4 separate regions of the Mus musculus genome follow, and regions 1, 3 and 4 are each linked to region 2. A link is a contact called in public ChIA-PET and HiChIP or PLAC-seq data. All regions are on one chromosome and are shown on one strand. The core of a region is the stretch at or near the end of the contact, and the rest is flanking DNA. Distances in the headings are between cores, read along the strand shown. Region 1 has its middle 35 kb from the start of Abracl. Region 2 has its middle 24 kb from the start of Txlnb. Region 3 has its middle 16 kb from the start of Abracl. Region 4 holds the start of Heca (hdc homolog, cell cycle regulator).

Evidence for each region. ChIA-PET counts read pairs in DNA pulled down with a chosen protein or histone mark. HiChIP or PLAC-seq counts read pairs in DNA pulled down with a chosen protein or histone mark.
Region 1: a contact with region 2 is called in a BATF HiChIP or PLAC-seq map of CD8 T cells, with 7 read pairs. The contact joins two enhancer-like sites. A contact is called at or near these places in 3 of 115 datasets of contacts at active chromatin or transcription factors (CD8 T cells, effector CD8 T cells and memory CD8 T cells).
Region 3: a contact with region 2 is called in a BATF HiChIP or PLAC-seq map of CD8 T cells, with 6 read pairs. The contact joins two enhancer-like sites. A contact is called at or near these places in 1 of 15 datasets of contacts at CTCF or cohesin (CD8 T cells), 2 of 115 datasets of contacts at active chromatin or transcription factors (CD8 T cells and effector CD8 T cells) and 2 of 9 other capture datasets (adipose tissue and liver).
Region 4: a contact with region 2 is called in an RNA polymerase II ChIA-PET map of effector CD8 T cells, with 32 read pairs. The contact joins the promoter of Heca here to the enhancer-like site in region 2. A contact is called at or near these places in 2 of 39 promoter capture datasets (the 3T3-L1 cell line and neutrophils), 1 of 484 Hi-C or Micro-C datasets (CD4 T cells), 6 of 115 datasets of contacts at active chromatin or transcription factors (the 230-238 cell line, effector CD8 T cells, extraembryonic endoderm stem cells and 3 more) and 1 of 9 other capture datasets (adipose tissue).

The regions. Positions count from the first base shown.
Region 1 is chr10:17,986,413-17,989,961 of GRCm38.p6, forward strand. No RefSeq gene overlaps it. Among named protein-coding and RNA genes, the nearest start is that of Abracl, 35 kb to the right of the region's middle. Within about 2 kb of position 1,814, at least 75 of the 459 cell types and tissues checked have an H3K27ac peak or open chromatin away from gene starts, as enhancers often do. A contact at or near this core is called in CD8 T cells, effector CD8 T cells and memory CD8 T cells, where this site is marked.
Region 2 is chr10:17,770,209-17,774,082 of GRCm38.p6, forward strand. No RefSeq gene overlaps it. Among named protein-coding and RNA genes, the nearest start is that of Txlnb, 24 kb to the right of the region's middle. Within about 2 kb of position 2,448, at least 126 of the 459 cell types and tissues checked have an H3K27ac peak or open chromatin away from gene starts, as enhancers often do. A contact at or near this core is called in the 230-238 cell line, CD8 T cells, adipose tissue and 4 more, where this site is marked.
Region 3 is chr10:18,005,501-18,009,276 of GRCm38.p6, forward strand. No RefSeq gene overlaps it. Among named protein-coding and RNA genes, the nearest start is that of Abracl, 16 kb to the right of the region's middle. Within about 2 kb of position 1,916, at least 24 of the 459 cell types and tissues checked have an H3K27ac peak or open chromatin away from gene starts, as enhancers often do. A contact at or near this core is called in CD8 T cells and effector CD8 T cells, where this site is marked.
Region 4 is chr10:17,945,816-17,949,709 of GRCm38.p6, forward strand. It overlaps Heca (hdc homolog, cell cycle regulator), which reads right to left and starts at 2,252. Exons shown (of 4, transcript NM_001033432.3): 1 at 1,694-2,252. The coding sequence starts at 1,967.

The DNA.
Region 1 (3,549 bases), core at 564-3,063, 220 kb after region 2:
GACAAGATCAATAAAACAGAATGACAGCTCATGCCAGCAAATATGTGGAGTGCTGATGGGAGTGCAAACTTGTCCAGCCATTATGAAAATCCGTGTGACAGTTCCTCAGGATTCTGAGACGAGACTTACCTGAAGATCCAGCTATACTAAGGCTTAGGCATACACCCAAAGGGCTCTCCATCCTACTGCCGAGATGCTTGCTGACTCATGTTAGTGCTGCTCTGTTCATAATAGTCAGAAATTCAAAGCAGCCTAGATCCTCATCAGGGGATGAATAGACATGCCACATTTACACGATGGAATATTGCTCACGGTTAATAAAACGTAGACATAGATTTACATGTCAATAGAAGTAGAAAGAAAATCACCCCAAGAGAGGTAACCTAGACCCAAAAAAGATGAGTATGGTATATATTAGCTTATATATGGAAGTTAGCAGTTAAGTATTCGATAAGCAGGCTGCAATCCATATAACCATAGAGGTTAGGTATACAATAAGGGATTGGGGAGGGATCTCCTGAGGAAGGGGAAATATAATATATAGTTGTGGGTGAATGAGGTGCAGAGTACTGTTACAGGAGGATTAAACCAGAGAAGGAGGGAAGGGGTTAAAGGAGGGGGTACAGGAAAGGACAGCTAACACTAAGAGCCACTTGAGGGGTCACATGTAAACCTACTACAGTAGAAGCTGAAAATATACACATATATTTAAGAAGTCTGAATAAAATCACCGAATAATTTATGTACTCTGGGTTTGTTGTTGTTGTTGTTGTTGGGGTTTTTTTTGTTGTTGTTTGTTTTTTTTCAAGACAGGGTTTCTCTGTAGTCTTGGTTGTCCTGGAACTCACTCTGTAGAGTTCTGGGATTAAAGTGCTGGGATTAAAGGCATGAGCCACCATGCCAGGCAAGATTTATTTATTTATTTATTTATTTATTTATTTATTTATTTATTTATTATATGTAAGTATACTGTAGCTGTCCTCAGATACTCCAGAAGAGGGCATCAGATTTCGTTACAGATGGTTTGTGAGCCAACATGGTTGCTGGGATTTGAACTCGGGACCTTCGGGAGAGCAGTCGGCGCTCTTAACCACTGAGCCATCTCTAGTCTCTCAGTTCCCAAATCCCATACACACTGGTAGCCAGCATCTTTACAGAATATCCACATCTGACATCCACTTTCACCTTATAGTAAAAGGCAAACCTTTACCTACCCGAATTTCACATTACATTTTATTCTTGATATAAATCATGTAACACATGAACTTTGTGAGTGAATTAATTAACTTTATCAGTTTATATCACACCATGTATATTAATTATAACCCAAACTGTAATTTCATAGCTGGTATAATTATGAGTGGATCCTGTAGCTTTGTTGATCCCAAAATAAAACTGCATCACAATTTAAAATCGTACAAATTTAATCTTCACACAAACACACACACATGCAAATTAGTCTGCAAAATAGGAGAGCACAAACCAAAATGTTAGGAACCTGGTTCACAACGTTACCACACTGTTTATAAACCAAGGAAATGGTTTGACCTTTTTCATGATTGGTTCTCGCACATTAGAACTCTTTGAGACCAACTGACTTGTTAAAGCTGATTTGTCTTCGACCCTTTTGGTTTAATCTCATAAAATCGCTCTGACAAGGACACAGAATGTCTGCTTTGTGTTTTGCTCATGGGTAGAGATTATATTGGGGGGAAAGCAGGATGACTTGAGTTTTGGGGTATGTGGCTATGGGCTGTATAAGTGAACAGCCTTGGGATATATCACAGATGTGGCTTCCTCTGTATTTAGCTCCTCCCTCGCCTCAGTGCTAGAGAGACCCAGTGTTTTGGGTGTGTTACATAAGTGTTCTACCACAGAACTGTGTCCTCTCACAATTTTTGCTTTTTACATTCATGTGTGCATATATGTGCACATCCTGCAGCTCGCACATGAAGGTCAGATGACAACCTTCAGGAGTCAGTTCTCTCCATCCACCCTGTGGGTCCCGGGATCGAACTCTGGTTGCCCTTCCTCTGGGCAAGCACCTTTGCCTGCTGAGCTATTTTGCCAGCCTTAGTGTGGTATGCATGTTGGGGTCCAGCTGTGGTTCCTCCATTTCCTCGCTCTCAGCGTGTCCAGACACGGCTTCACACCAGGCTGGAAGGATTAAATGGAGTTCAGAATGGGCTCTGCAGGTCCACTGAGAGTGAGTACAGGGAGCTGGGCTTCTCCAAGGATCTCAGTGTTACAGCTAGCTCGTTTAGACAAAGGCCTTCTCCACCCATCTAAGAAGAAACAGCTAAGATGATCTCAGCTCATGCATATACCTTTATTCAAGGTGAGCTTGTACACGTACAGTTATTTGGGGTAAGCCAGGGCTATATTTATGAACCTCAGAGAGTGAGAAAGGTTCTTCTTAGGGTGAAGTTTCATCGGCTGAGGCTGGGGAATACCTTTACATGGAGAGGCATTCCAAGAAGTTGAACCTGTAATTTCACCAAGGATGATGTGACATTCCTCAGGTTAAGTGTGGGTTGGGCTCCCCAGATCAGATGGAGAAGAAGAAGTCCCACTAAGAAAAGGGAGTGTTCTGTCTTGCATTGACTCAGGAAACCTGTCTGGACATGGTAGGACACAACCTTATTAGCAAGGTGCAACAACCTAGTATCTATTTTAAGATTCTTTCTTTAATTTCTAAAAACCCTGGCATGTATACTAATTTAAAGAAGACTAATCTTGAGAACTCCCTTCCTTAACTTGGTTGGGCACTTCCTTTTAACTAGCATATAAGTTACTCAATTAAGATGTACCCGCAAAAACGTACACTGTGCCAAGAAAGGGGCAGAAAATACATAAAGAAACTGAAAGCATTTGCCTTGACACAAATAACACGAACCTGCCACTGGTCAGGTTGGGTCAGAAAGGACTTCCCCTTCAGTGCCTGGTGGGACTTGGTTACCCTCCTGCCTTCCAGAGCCATCAACAGCACACCCTCCCCGCTAGCACAGTCCCTGAGGTCAGTCCCTGCATGGTCCTCTCTGGGAACAAGAACCTCGGAAGATTACGGGAAATACATGCAAACAGTGAGAGGAAGAAGTTCAGTGAAGTGCTCAGAAAGCTGAAAGGAGCAAGAAGGAGAAAGGAGAGAATTAACCTCATGCCAAATATTCCTCCCAATTTACCTTCTTTGTGAAGAGAAGAGATCGGCAAGGGGGGGGGGGGGTTAGAAAAGGAGGGGGAGTGGCTCCCCCCCCCTGCCTCCCATGCCCTCTTCCAGCCAGCACCTCACTGGCCCTGCCCAGCTTCTCAGCCTAGGAGTAGGGAGGCTGAGAAGACCTGCTCTCTCTGTCTTGCTGGTGACACAGTCCTGAAGCCAGGATGACAGGAAGACGGGGTAAATGGAGAAAATGAGAAAGAGAGAGAGGAGAGAGGGGCGGGGGCAGGACGAGGTAAGGCAAGGAATAGGAAGGGAAAGCAAAGGAAAAGAAGGAAGAAGGAAATGAAAGGTGGAAACAGGAGAAAGGAAGGAAGGAAGGAAGGAAGGAAGGA
Region 2 (3,874 bases), core at 1,198-3,697:
TTCTTTTCCTTTTTCTTTTTCTTTTTCTTTTTTCTTCTGTTTAATCTTCTTTGTTTTGTTTTTGAGACAGGATATCACCATGTATCTCCGACTGGCCTGGAATTCTCTATATAAACCAGACTGTCTTTCAACTCACAGATACTGGCTCTGCCTCCTGAGTGCTGGGGTTAAAGGTAACCTTCCCCAGCATGGGTTGGGACTTAATTAATACAGAGTTCTAAGCAAGGGAGTTGTTGACCTGCCTCTGGTGGTTTGAATATGCTTGGCCCAGGGAGTGGCACTCCTCATTGGAGTAGGTGTGGTCATGTGGAGGAAGTGTGTCACTGATGGGTGTGGGCTTTGAGACCCCCCTCCTAGCTGCCTGGAAGTTACTCTTCTCCTGTTTGCCTTTGGAACAAGATGTAAAACTCTCAGTGCTTCTAGTACTATATCTGCCTTGATGCTACCATGTTTCTTGCCATGATGATAATGGACTGAACTTCTGAACCTGTAAACCAGACCCAATTAAATGTTCTCTGTTACAAGCGTTGCCTTGGTCATGTTGTCTCTTCACAGCAAAGGAAATCCTAACTAAGACACCACCTATGATCTGTTTTTATATTCTCTTCACTGTCCTAAAAGTGCATGTCAAAGGGGGTGGCATTGGAAGATGGACTTTCTGGAGGCGATTGAGTCATGAAAATGGTGTCCTTTGGCAGGTCAGCACCCATATGAGAGAGCTATCTGACTTCTGCTAACATAGGAGAACACTGAGAAGGTACGGTCACAGAGTCAGAAACAGGTCCTTACCAGGTACTGACCTAACTTTCTAGTCTTCTGAGAAGCTGATTCCATTGTTTATCGGTCTCCCAGGCTATGTTGCCACATTATAACCGCTCAATTGGACTGAAATAGATTTCTTTTAAACTATATGGACTCCATTAGCACGCTGCAGACTTTTACATTGATATATTTTAAGTCCAGACTATTCATTCAACTTTAGATTCATAATTCAACTATTTAATGACCCTTTTACTCAGGCTTATAAAACTTTACCTGTCCAAAACTTATCCCTCCGTTATGTTCCTCCTAATATTCTCTACTTAAAAAAAAAAAAGTAAGAAAGAAAGAAAGAAAGAAAGAAAGAAAGAAAGAAAGAAAGAAAGAAAGAAAGAAAGAAAAAGAAGAAAAGGAATTTCAGTCAGGCATGGTGACACATACCTTTCATTCCACACCCAGGAAGCAGAGGCAGGCAGATTTCTGAGAATTCCAGGCTAGTTTGATATACATAGCAAGTTGCAAGTCAGCCAGGGCTACATAAAGAGGCCTTGTCTCAAACACGCTGGAGTTTTGTCCAATTCTTCTTTTCCTTTTTGATGCCACATCCAATACAAAGTCTTTTTTATTTTAATAACTTTTTTTAAAAAGATGTGTTTATTTTATGTATGTGAATACACTGCAGCTGTCTTCACACACACCAGAAGAGGGCAGCAGATCCCATTAGAGATGGTTGTGAGCCACCATTTGGTTGCTGTGAATTGAACTCAGGACCTCTGGAAGGGCAGTCAGTGTCCTTAACCACCAAGCCATCTCTCTAGCCCTGATACATAGTCTTGTTTTGTATTTAATACTGATGCAGAATTCAACCACTTAGCATGTTCATGACTACCATGCTGGGCCAATCTTCCAGGATTATTCAAATTTCTTTTGGTTGCTCATATTAAAGTTACATAAGCAACTGCTTCCCTGGCTACTCCCTTAACCGTGCCTATGTCATTGCCTCCAGTGAAACTTCATACTCCACTTGTTAGATTTTGCTCTTTAAGAAAAGAATAGTTCATGTTTTACTTAATTGCTTTGTTTATTCTGGGGTTTTTTTTGTTTGTTTGTTTGTTTGTTTGGTTAGTTGGTTGGTTTTTTTTTCTGGGTAGTATGCTCTGTTGGGACAGTCATTTAGTTAGGTTCACTTTCTTCTTCTCCTTTTTTTCTTGTCTGTCTGTTGAATCTCCCAGGAATCTTTGCTCACTGAGTGGTGATGGCCCCAAGATCGTGTTCCCTGAGATGATTATCTCTGAACATCCAGTTTCCTTATATTTCTTTCATCTACTTCTTCTAGATCTTTCTGCATTTTCAGCTGCTGAATCAAGACTTCAGCGAGAGGCCAGCAAGATTTTTAACTGTCATCTCAATAAGAAGCTCCGTCTTGGGGCCAGTCCCTAAGAGTGTGCTGTCTTAGACACACAGGAAGTCAGTCATCCTGTGCTGATGATTCGTCCCAAGATGACGTTCAGCTGCAGACTGGTGTGGGTAAGGAAAGCCTGTTAACGGGGAGACAAGTGTTCATCTCTTCATTTACTTGGATAGCTGTGATGAGAAGGAAGGCCGCTCAGCGCCATGCGCCATGTGCCACAGCCTGTCTGTCTCGGGATCTTTGCACAGCTGCATGTTTTCCTCTGGGTACTAGCTTACTGACTTCCGCTGCTGACTCATAATTTCTGTTTCCTGTTCAGTTTGCCACTGCTATGGCAAGTCTCGGGGCTTCCTTTTGAGTCAGTTCCCATCCTCTAAACTTCTGAATGGTTCAGCTTCTCTCAAAAATTTGGCCAGCATTGATTTCCCATGGGGCAAGCGTCCACAGGGAGATCTATCTAGTGCGCAACCCATTTTTACCTGGTGCGGTCAGAGCTTGTAGAATGTCTTGCAAAGCAAGACCTGTCCCAAAAGATGTGAGCGGGGCAGGTAGGTGGCGGTCGTCCTCTATTGTCATCTTAGGGCAAATTAGTCCCAGGTCACTTATTCTATGGTTTATTTAACTCACTGGGACATGAACACTGATTGAAAAACCCCATCTTTGTAGTTGCACACACCTTTAATTCCAACACTCAAGAGGCAAAGGCAAAAGGATTTGTGTGAGTTTGAGGCCAGGCTGGTTTACAAACAAGCTCAAGGACAGTCAGGACTACAGAGAGAGAGAGAGAGAGAGAGAGAGAGAGAGAGAGAGAGAGAGAGAGAGAGAGAGAGAGAGAGAGATGCTGTCACAACAAACTAACTACAATGTTAATTAAAATAAAACTGCCATCTTTGATTGCCTTATCCTAGTGCCAAGTGGTGAATGAGTGGACTTAGCACTTAAGTATAACTTTGTGTTCAGAAACCCAGGCGCAAAGCTTGTTCTAGTTTCCTTCAGGTTTCCTATGATGAACAGAAGCCAATGGCTTGAGCTGTGTCAATAATTTTCTTCTTTTCTTTTCTTTCTTTCTTTTTTTTTTCATTGTTATTCCAGTTCAGGACCACAATTTATAACATACCTTGCTCTGTGTATTATCATTTCAGGAAAGAAGATTTCTATCAAACTGCTTTATTTTGAATGTGGAGTTTGATTGGTTGGTTTGGTTTGGTTTGAAGATTGGACTTTACTTTAAGAAAATTCTAGGGGCTGGAGAGATAGCTCAATAGGTAAGAACACTGCCTGCTCTTCCAGGGGACTTGGGCTCATCCCCAGCCCTCACATGGCAACTTATAGCTAACTACAACTGCAGATCCAGGGGATCCAATGTCCTCTTCTAGCCTGTGTGGGCACCAGGCATACCTGTGGTTCCCAGACATTCATGTAGGCAAAACACATGAAAGCATAAAATAATATAAAGCTCTAATTTTTAACTCAAACCTATGCCAGTATTTTCCAGAGTCAGGTGATAGTATCTCAATGAGATGGCACAGAGAAACTTCTAGAATATCGTAATATGGATGGACCCTTGCTCACATCTGGGCTCAGGAAACAACGTGCCATGGTATGGGGGCTCTGAGGTCTGGTGCTGAGGTTGAACTGAAGGCTTTGAAAGGCCGTAGGAGCCATCGCAGAGGGCTCCTGCCTTCCCGGCTGTCATTCTCACTG
Region 3 (3,776 bases), core at 666-3,165, 230 kb after region 2:
ATAAGTGAAACTGAAACTGCCGAAGATGAAATGAAAAGAGAGAAGCTGGGCATGGTGGAGCATGCCTGGAATCGCAGAACTTAAGTGGATTTGACAAGAGGCTCACTGCAGGTGTGAGGCCAGGGTGGGATAGAGGGTGAAACCTTGTCTCAGACAAAAAGCAAACAAATGAGAAACAAAAGAGGAGAAAGGGAGAAAGCCAGGATTTTGAAATCCTGACATGATCTCTGAAACAAACCATCCCCGTAGCTCTCCCTCCCTTTCCACATTCCATTCAATGTGCCTCATAGCTACTCCACAGCCATTATGAATTAGCCCCAGAAATCACTAGATAGTCTAGCCTTTTCTTTTGGAGTCGTTTAAGCCTGCTGTCTTAGTTATAGTTTCTATTATTGCAATGAGACACTATGTCTAAATAGCAAATAGGGGAGGAAAGGGTTTATTGGGCTTTGCTTCCATATCACTGTTCATCCTCAAAGGAAGTCAGGACAGGAGCCTGCAGGGCAGGAGCTGATGCAGAAGCCATGGAAGGGTGTTACTTACTGGCTTGCTCCTCATGGTTTTCCCAGTCTGCTTTCTTATAGAACCCAGGACCACCAGTCCAGGGATGGCACTACACACAGTGGGATGGGCATTTCTTCCATCAATCACTAATTAAGATGCCTTACAACTGGATCTTAGGAAGGCATTCTATCAAGCGAGGTTCCCTCCTTTTAGATGGCTTTAGCTTCTGTCATATTGACATAAAGCCAGTCAGTAGATACTTCTCAGGTTCAAATAGAAGATATGTCAGAACCTCTCCAAGAAGTAAAACCTCAGACCCAAATGCAGGCTTCCCCACATCTAGCATTCCTGGAATGTACTATTGCACCACAAAATTGTTCCTAACCTGTAGGCTGAGAGCACCCATAAGAAACCGCACTGCGGTGAAGGGACACTTTAAGGAATCCAGGAAACTGTGTGTACCCACATTGTCTACAGAATAAAGAAATAGATGACTTTTATACACTTTTATCATTAAAATAAAAATGCTGTCTTTATGACTAAGATGTAAACTCATCTGAATATTCTATATATTATATAGTTTCTTAATCACAGATACAGAAAACATGGCAACCACTGGGAAGGGTTTTTAGTTTGTTTGTTGTTGTTATTGTTTTTGTTTTTGCTTAACAGGAGTGATCATGTCCTCTAAATTACTCTCATAAATTACTCTCATAAATCCCGAAGACTTTATAAGGAAAGGTGTGTTGGAATGCAGTCACTCTTCCTTGCCCAGTCTACAGGCCTTTTAAATATCTCAGCAATGAGGTCTTGTGTAGAAGCTCTAGTTCTCTAACCACGCTCTGAATTGTAGGCCTAACCTTACCACCACTATATGCCTAGCCTCACCACAGCTACAGCCATAACTAACTAGAACAGGGGTAGCCAGCTGGCCCAGTCAACCTTTGGCTGGCCCTGACCCACAAGTGGCTTGGCAGATAAAGTTGTCAGTTACATACAAACTGAGCCTCTTGGACTTCTACTGAGCATCTGTTTTGGTTTGGCTCTAATGAACAAATGATAACACTGCACATTTATAGGGTACACTGTGATATTTTAATACATGCATTGTGTAATTATTAAATCAAGATGATTAGTACTTCAACCACTTCTCATTTCTTTGTGGTGAAAACATTTCTTTTTTAAATTCCTCTCTTCTCATTATTTTCAAGTACTTAATGTGACAGTTAATTATCGCCCACTGTACAGCAGAAAAATTAGAAATTACCTTTCCCATCTAATGGCAATGCTGTACCTGATGCCCAATACTTTCCTCAGGCATTTGAAGTCAGATGTAGAGGCATACACTATAGGAAACTAAGCTGACTGTTGGAGGATGTTTATGTGCACTGTGTATCTGAATGCTAATTTCTGTACCCAGAGATCTGGTTGCACTCCAGACTTTGGTTGGTATGACTCAGTATTTTGTAAAACCTGGTGCTTCCTCACCTTCTGGTTGGTTATAAAAGAACTATAACCGGGCAAGAGAGCAAAAGACTGGGCTCCTGTGCATGGAGAAAGGGAGAGGGTCTCACGTGGGGACCAAAGGAGTTGCTATTGGGACACGGATGAAAAGGGAGGTGCCAGGAGAGACTAAGATGGCAGGTAATGGGCCACGGGGCTGGGAAGTAAGCCAGGCCAGCATCGTGTAGTTAAAACAGCTCAGAGTCTGCCCAGCTAGAGCGCCTGAAGCTTAATAAATAGAAAAGTCTCCAAGTCATTATTCAGAGCCAGGGCGGGCATACAAAAGCCCCTACTTTTACAACTGAGTTAGAGAAAAGATGGGAGAAGGGAAAGTTAAGCAAAGAGAAAGCTAGAATCTATGAAAATGGTGAGGTGGTACCAACGTGGCAGCCTCAGTGCTGTGAAAAGATGCTCATGGATGTGCTTGGGCTCCATCTGGACCTACAGAATCGGATCTCCAGAGTACTTGGGTATAGAAAGGATACAAAATGATGGGGGGGGGGGGTTACAAAAGCCATTCAGATACCCTCCAGGAGGGAATCATCATCTCAAGCTACTCTCTCATGGCTCCTTTATGAATTTCATGAAATCTTCTGTCTTACTAAATGTCCCATGTCCACCCTGAGAGTTAGCCCCTTCACATAGCTAAGTGGATTTCCATTCTGTCTAAATTAAAGTATCTAAACAAACAGTAACTCAGAGGGGGATATGTAGAAAAAAAATTTTTTAAAGAAATGTTGTTGAGGCTGCCAGAGAGAGAGAGCCTACAGGAGGTGGGGTTTTCACACTGAGTCATCTTCCAGAAAAGCAGGTTTGCTTTTTGATTTCTCACCAGCAAAGCCTCCTGAGAAGTTGATTTTCTTTGCAGAGTTATTTATAACTGATTTTTTTTAAAAGGAAAAGGAAACCCCAAGATGGTTTTGCATATAGATAAATTAAAGATGGTACATTTCTCTTGGGTTTCTCTAGACACAGAGGACCATGGTTATAAACCCAATAACCCAGGTTATCATATGTTTTTATAATTTGTCAGCTCAAGGGCTTTCCCCACAGTATTGTCTAGAGCCATAGGCATACTCCAGACACTAGGGAAACCTGGATGTAAGTGGTACAATTAAATCCCTCAAATCAACTTTTTTAGCTTGTTTTTAAATTATGACTCTAGGACACTAAGGCATGGTTGGATCATCTCTGATGGAAACAAAAATAAATTTGCATATGCAAGAGTAGTATGTATCTTTAGCCAGTATTCAATTAACAGCCTTTTACCATATTGACAACAAGCTATAATTAGATTGCCATATAATTTCAATACATAAGATCCTGTTGTAGAACTTGAAAGCTTACTGCATAATAAGTGGTGTCTATCAAACTCTTTCTTGCAGTTCTTGATGATCCACTGTTAAGACATAAACTTAGAATTGTTATATCTTATTAATTCAGCACCAGGTGTTATTATACATGCCTTTAGTTCCAGCACTGGGGAGGCAGAGGCAGGCAGATCTCTGAGTTTGAGGCCAGCCTGGTCTACAGAGTGAGTGCCAGGACAACTAGGACTGTTAACACAGAGGAAACCGGTCTCAATAGCAAACAAACAATTCAAAATAATGTCCCAGCCTTCCTTTGCGGTGCAGATCTTGAGTCTTGACTCTTTTACCCTCCTCAAGTTACTTGACTTTATGCCATTCTATGAAGTGACAACCCTACACCTAAAATCCTTCTGTGCCGTTTAGTTTTGCCAACTTAACACAAACTAATCACCTGGGAAG
Region 4 (3,894 bases), core at 1,002-3,501, 180 kb after region 2:
CATTACAAATTAAAAAGTTGTCCATTTAAAATATTTATTTTAATATTTAATAACAATAATCTAATAACTAAAATAATCTTTTGAATGAATAACTAGTAGCTGTTACTCACCAGCCATCTATTATTTGCAATGAGCTTTTATCGACCTTTACATAATAAGCCTTTAAATAACACGAAATGGGAACTTAAAAGTAAAGGGTCACTCTAAGCCTCCCTCAGGAAAATCCTCTAAAGGCCCAGTGTAACCCTCACTGCCCCCCCTCACTCCCTCAAGTGTGTCTATGAGGAAACTGAGGTTCAGAAAAACTGGCCTTTCTCCAGATATCAAAGCTCTAAATGGCTGAGGAAGAGCTGGTATTATGCAGTCTAAGTATCATCTTCTCTGTCACATCAATATCAAAAGGACGGTTAGAGATAAGAAAGCAAGAGCCGGCACAGGCTAGCCAAATAGGCTAGCCAAGTTTTGATAGTACACTATCAAACACTCACAAACGTGTAAGTTTGCTCCTCCTAATAAACAAATCTTCCTATTTCAAAACTGCAGGGGCTCAGCCAGGGGGGGGCCCTTTCCAACAGCCTGTAGTCTATCTCCTATGGGAATCACTGTGGCATTCTTGTAAGTACTGTAGCCCTTTTTATGGGAGACCATCTACATAGAGGATGGCTTTGAAAACTGTTAAGAAGCAAATATAACGATTCTAACGATTCTCATCTACTTACATTAAAATGTACATTTTTTTCCCCTGAAAAACTACCTGAGAAGAAAAAAGTTTAAAAGCTGCCCAAATAAATGTCAGGCATCCTGTGGTAAGAAGGGAAAATCCTGTCACACCTTAGCTATTACCTGCATTCCTCCCTTCTAAAGGATCATTCAAGCGCTCATGAAATTATCAGGGCTTCTTCAGAAAAACAAATGTGAAACAATTATACAAGGGACAGGAAAAGAAAGAAAGAAAGAAAGAAAGAAAGAAAGAAAGAAAGAAAGAAAGAAAGAAAGAAAGAAAGAAAGAGAAAAGAAGGAAAGGAAGAAAAGGAAGAAAAGAGAGAAAGAAAGAGAGAGAAAAAAAAGAAAAAGACACCCAAACACTTCAGGTTGGGAACGGAAGTCAAGTTCAGATTCTCTTCCTTCCTCGAGCAAGACAAGAGAATTAAATGAACACCACACACACACACACACACACACACACACACACACACACACACTCTCTCTCTCTCTCTCTCTCTCTCTCTCTCTCTCTCTCTCTCTCTCTCTCTCTCTCTCTCTCTCCACCTGTGGCAATCAGGCAACAGGCCTACATCTGCTGGGAATTGCAGCTTTTCTTCTTTGGGGGCAATGGTGGGTGGGTGGGTCGCGGTGAGCAGGGAAGTTTCCAATCGGATCATTCTAACTTGGGCTCCTTTTCCTGCTTGCCCGCTGCCTCGCTCCCACCAACCCGGGACATTTCAGACTCAGCCCGCGCGGGCACCACGGGGAGCAGGCACCAACCGGAGCGCCGCCGCGGGGCCCGCAGCCCCGGTCCACGCCGCTCCGCGTGGGGACCACGAAAGGAAAGGCAGCGCGGGGCGGTGGGGCGGGGCGAGCACTTCCTGACTCGCATTGTCCACGCGCCGCCCGCGCCACCCAGGGCCCCGCCACCGCGCCCGCCCGCCCGTCGGTGAGGAAGTTGGCGCTCGCCCCGCCGCTGTCGTCTTACCATTCTTAGCGTCTCCCGCGGCTGCAGCCCCCGCAGCGACGGTGGCGTTGGCGGCGCCCGTGCCCGCACCTCCCGGGCCCGCCGCGCCGCCGGTGCCCACCGCGCCGGGCGACGCCGCCCCGCAGCCCGCCGCCGCCGCCGCCAGGGCCCCTCCGGCCGCCGCGCCTGTCGCACCCGCCGCCGCCAAGGCCCCGGCTCCATTTTCCTGCTCGTCCCCGCTGCTGTTGGCGCGCTTGTTTTTGCGGCCGCCTTTGCTGTTCTTGGGGTTGGGCATCTCCCCGGCCCGCTCGCGGGTGTCCCGGTCCCCGGCGCCCACGAAGGCGGCTCCCCCGCCGCACCGGGGCGGCCACGGAGAGCGCGGGCCGGCCGCTCTTCCTCAGGCGCCCGCCCCGCCGCGCGGCCCTCGCCGCGACATTCCGGCCGCCGCGCCCTCCGCGGCAGAAGCCGGCGCGGCCACGCGCGGCCACCCGAGGCTCGCAGCCGCGCGGGCGCAACGGGCCCCCGAGCAGAGCGAGACGCGGAGGAGCCCGAGGGAAAAGGCGGGTCTCGGGCTTGTTTTGATTCGGCTGCGCTGACACGCTCCAGGCCCGCCCCCGCCCGTGACGACACTGGGGCTTGAGCCCGGCCCCGCCCACCCAGTGACCTCACGGCAACTCGCTCCGCCCCCGTGACGTCACGCTCGGCGCTCAGCCCTCGGCTCTGGGTGACGTCATCCAGGCGCCTTCTTGGGAGAGGGAGGCTGGCGGGCTTCCCGCGTGTGCTGACAGCCACGACTGGGAGCCAGGCAGTGTTCGTGAAGTTGTTAACTGGCCTTCTGACCTTACTGGAGCTAAACCTGACAACGTGGTCTGGAAAAACAAACAGGTGACTAGAACAGGAGAGCAAAACAAAGGGTTTCGGATTAATAATTCGCTCAATGGCTCTGCGGCTCAACAATGGTAAGATAGGAGTTTCTGGAGAGTGCAGTTGAGCTCCTGTATGGGAATTCTTCAGTCTCGTGGTGGAAAGCTTATTTAGCCCAGACCTACCAACCAGAGACCCAAGGGTTCTGTCGGTTCTGTCAGAAGCAGAGCCAGCCAGGAGGAGCCAGGCTGCACAAAGAAGACTGAGTTGTCTGGAGAGAACGGCCGGGTTGTGAGGAGGACATCAGAGGTGAAGAAGTGAGGGCACAGCCATGCTCAGCAGTAGATGGCCAACACAAAAGAGACTCAGTTGAATCTTAAGAGGTTCTTTGTCTCAGAATGTTTTGTCAGGGATATATATATATATATGTGTAATCTTTTTAGGTCTTTTGTATAGACATATGGCTTCCAGTTTTCTGTTTTTTGTGGAATTCCTCACTGAACGAATACATCTATATGACTTTCTCATGCTTTTTCATTTGTTTGTTTTGTCCTATATTGTGTGTTTGTTTTCATCTTATCTATTTTATTATTATTTAGATGCATATTTGTTTTCTAAGAAGAGGCAGGAAAGCTGTGGATTCGGCTGGGAAGGGAGGTGGAGAGGATCTTGGCAGAGCTGGAGAAGGGGAAAGAAGAGCAGAATATAGTGTATTAAAAATCTATTATTAAAGAAGAAAAACGGAAAGAAAGAAAAAGAGATGAGAGCACAGGGTTCCTGGGAAGAGTTTGATGTAATCTCCTTTTCTGCACTCTCTTCTGCCCCTTTCAAAGACCCGCTCCTTTCCACCCTTCTGATCTCAGCTCATTTCTTCAGAATGATCCCATACCTTACCAGAAGAGCTGTCCCGAGTATCACAGTTTATTTCTCCTGTCTACCTCTGATTACGTTGGCAATGTATATGCTTAAATAATTTTCCTCTGTTCCCTCGCATGAAACAGCCATATTTTTATCTTGGGTGCCGTAAGAAACAACTGAACTGATCTTGGTGAATGTATAAATGACATTCTTGATCCATGACTACAGAAAAACACTGAACTCGTTTACAGTGTCTTCTTCCTATGGCGTGATCTTTAATCGACTGGACTGTTGAGGCAAGGCACTGTGGCTAGGTTGAAGGGTCTAGAAAGATGGCCAAGGAATTGCTCAGAGAAGAGCCATCCACATGACTTCCTAGCCAGGATTCTGATGGGCAGAGCCTGGAGCAACACTGTATTCTTGAGAGCAATTGCTAGTTGGACGCAGTACACTATATGTTAAAGGAAAGTAATTCTTTAGAAGGCCCAAATGATAGCTAA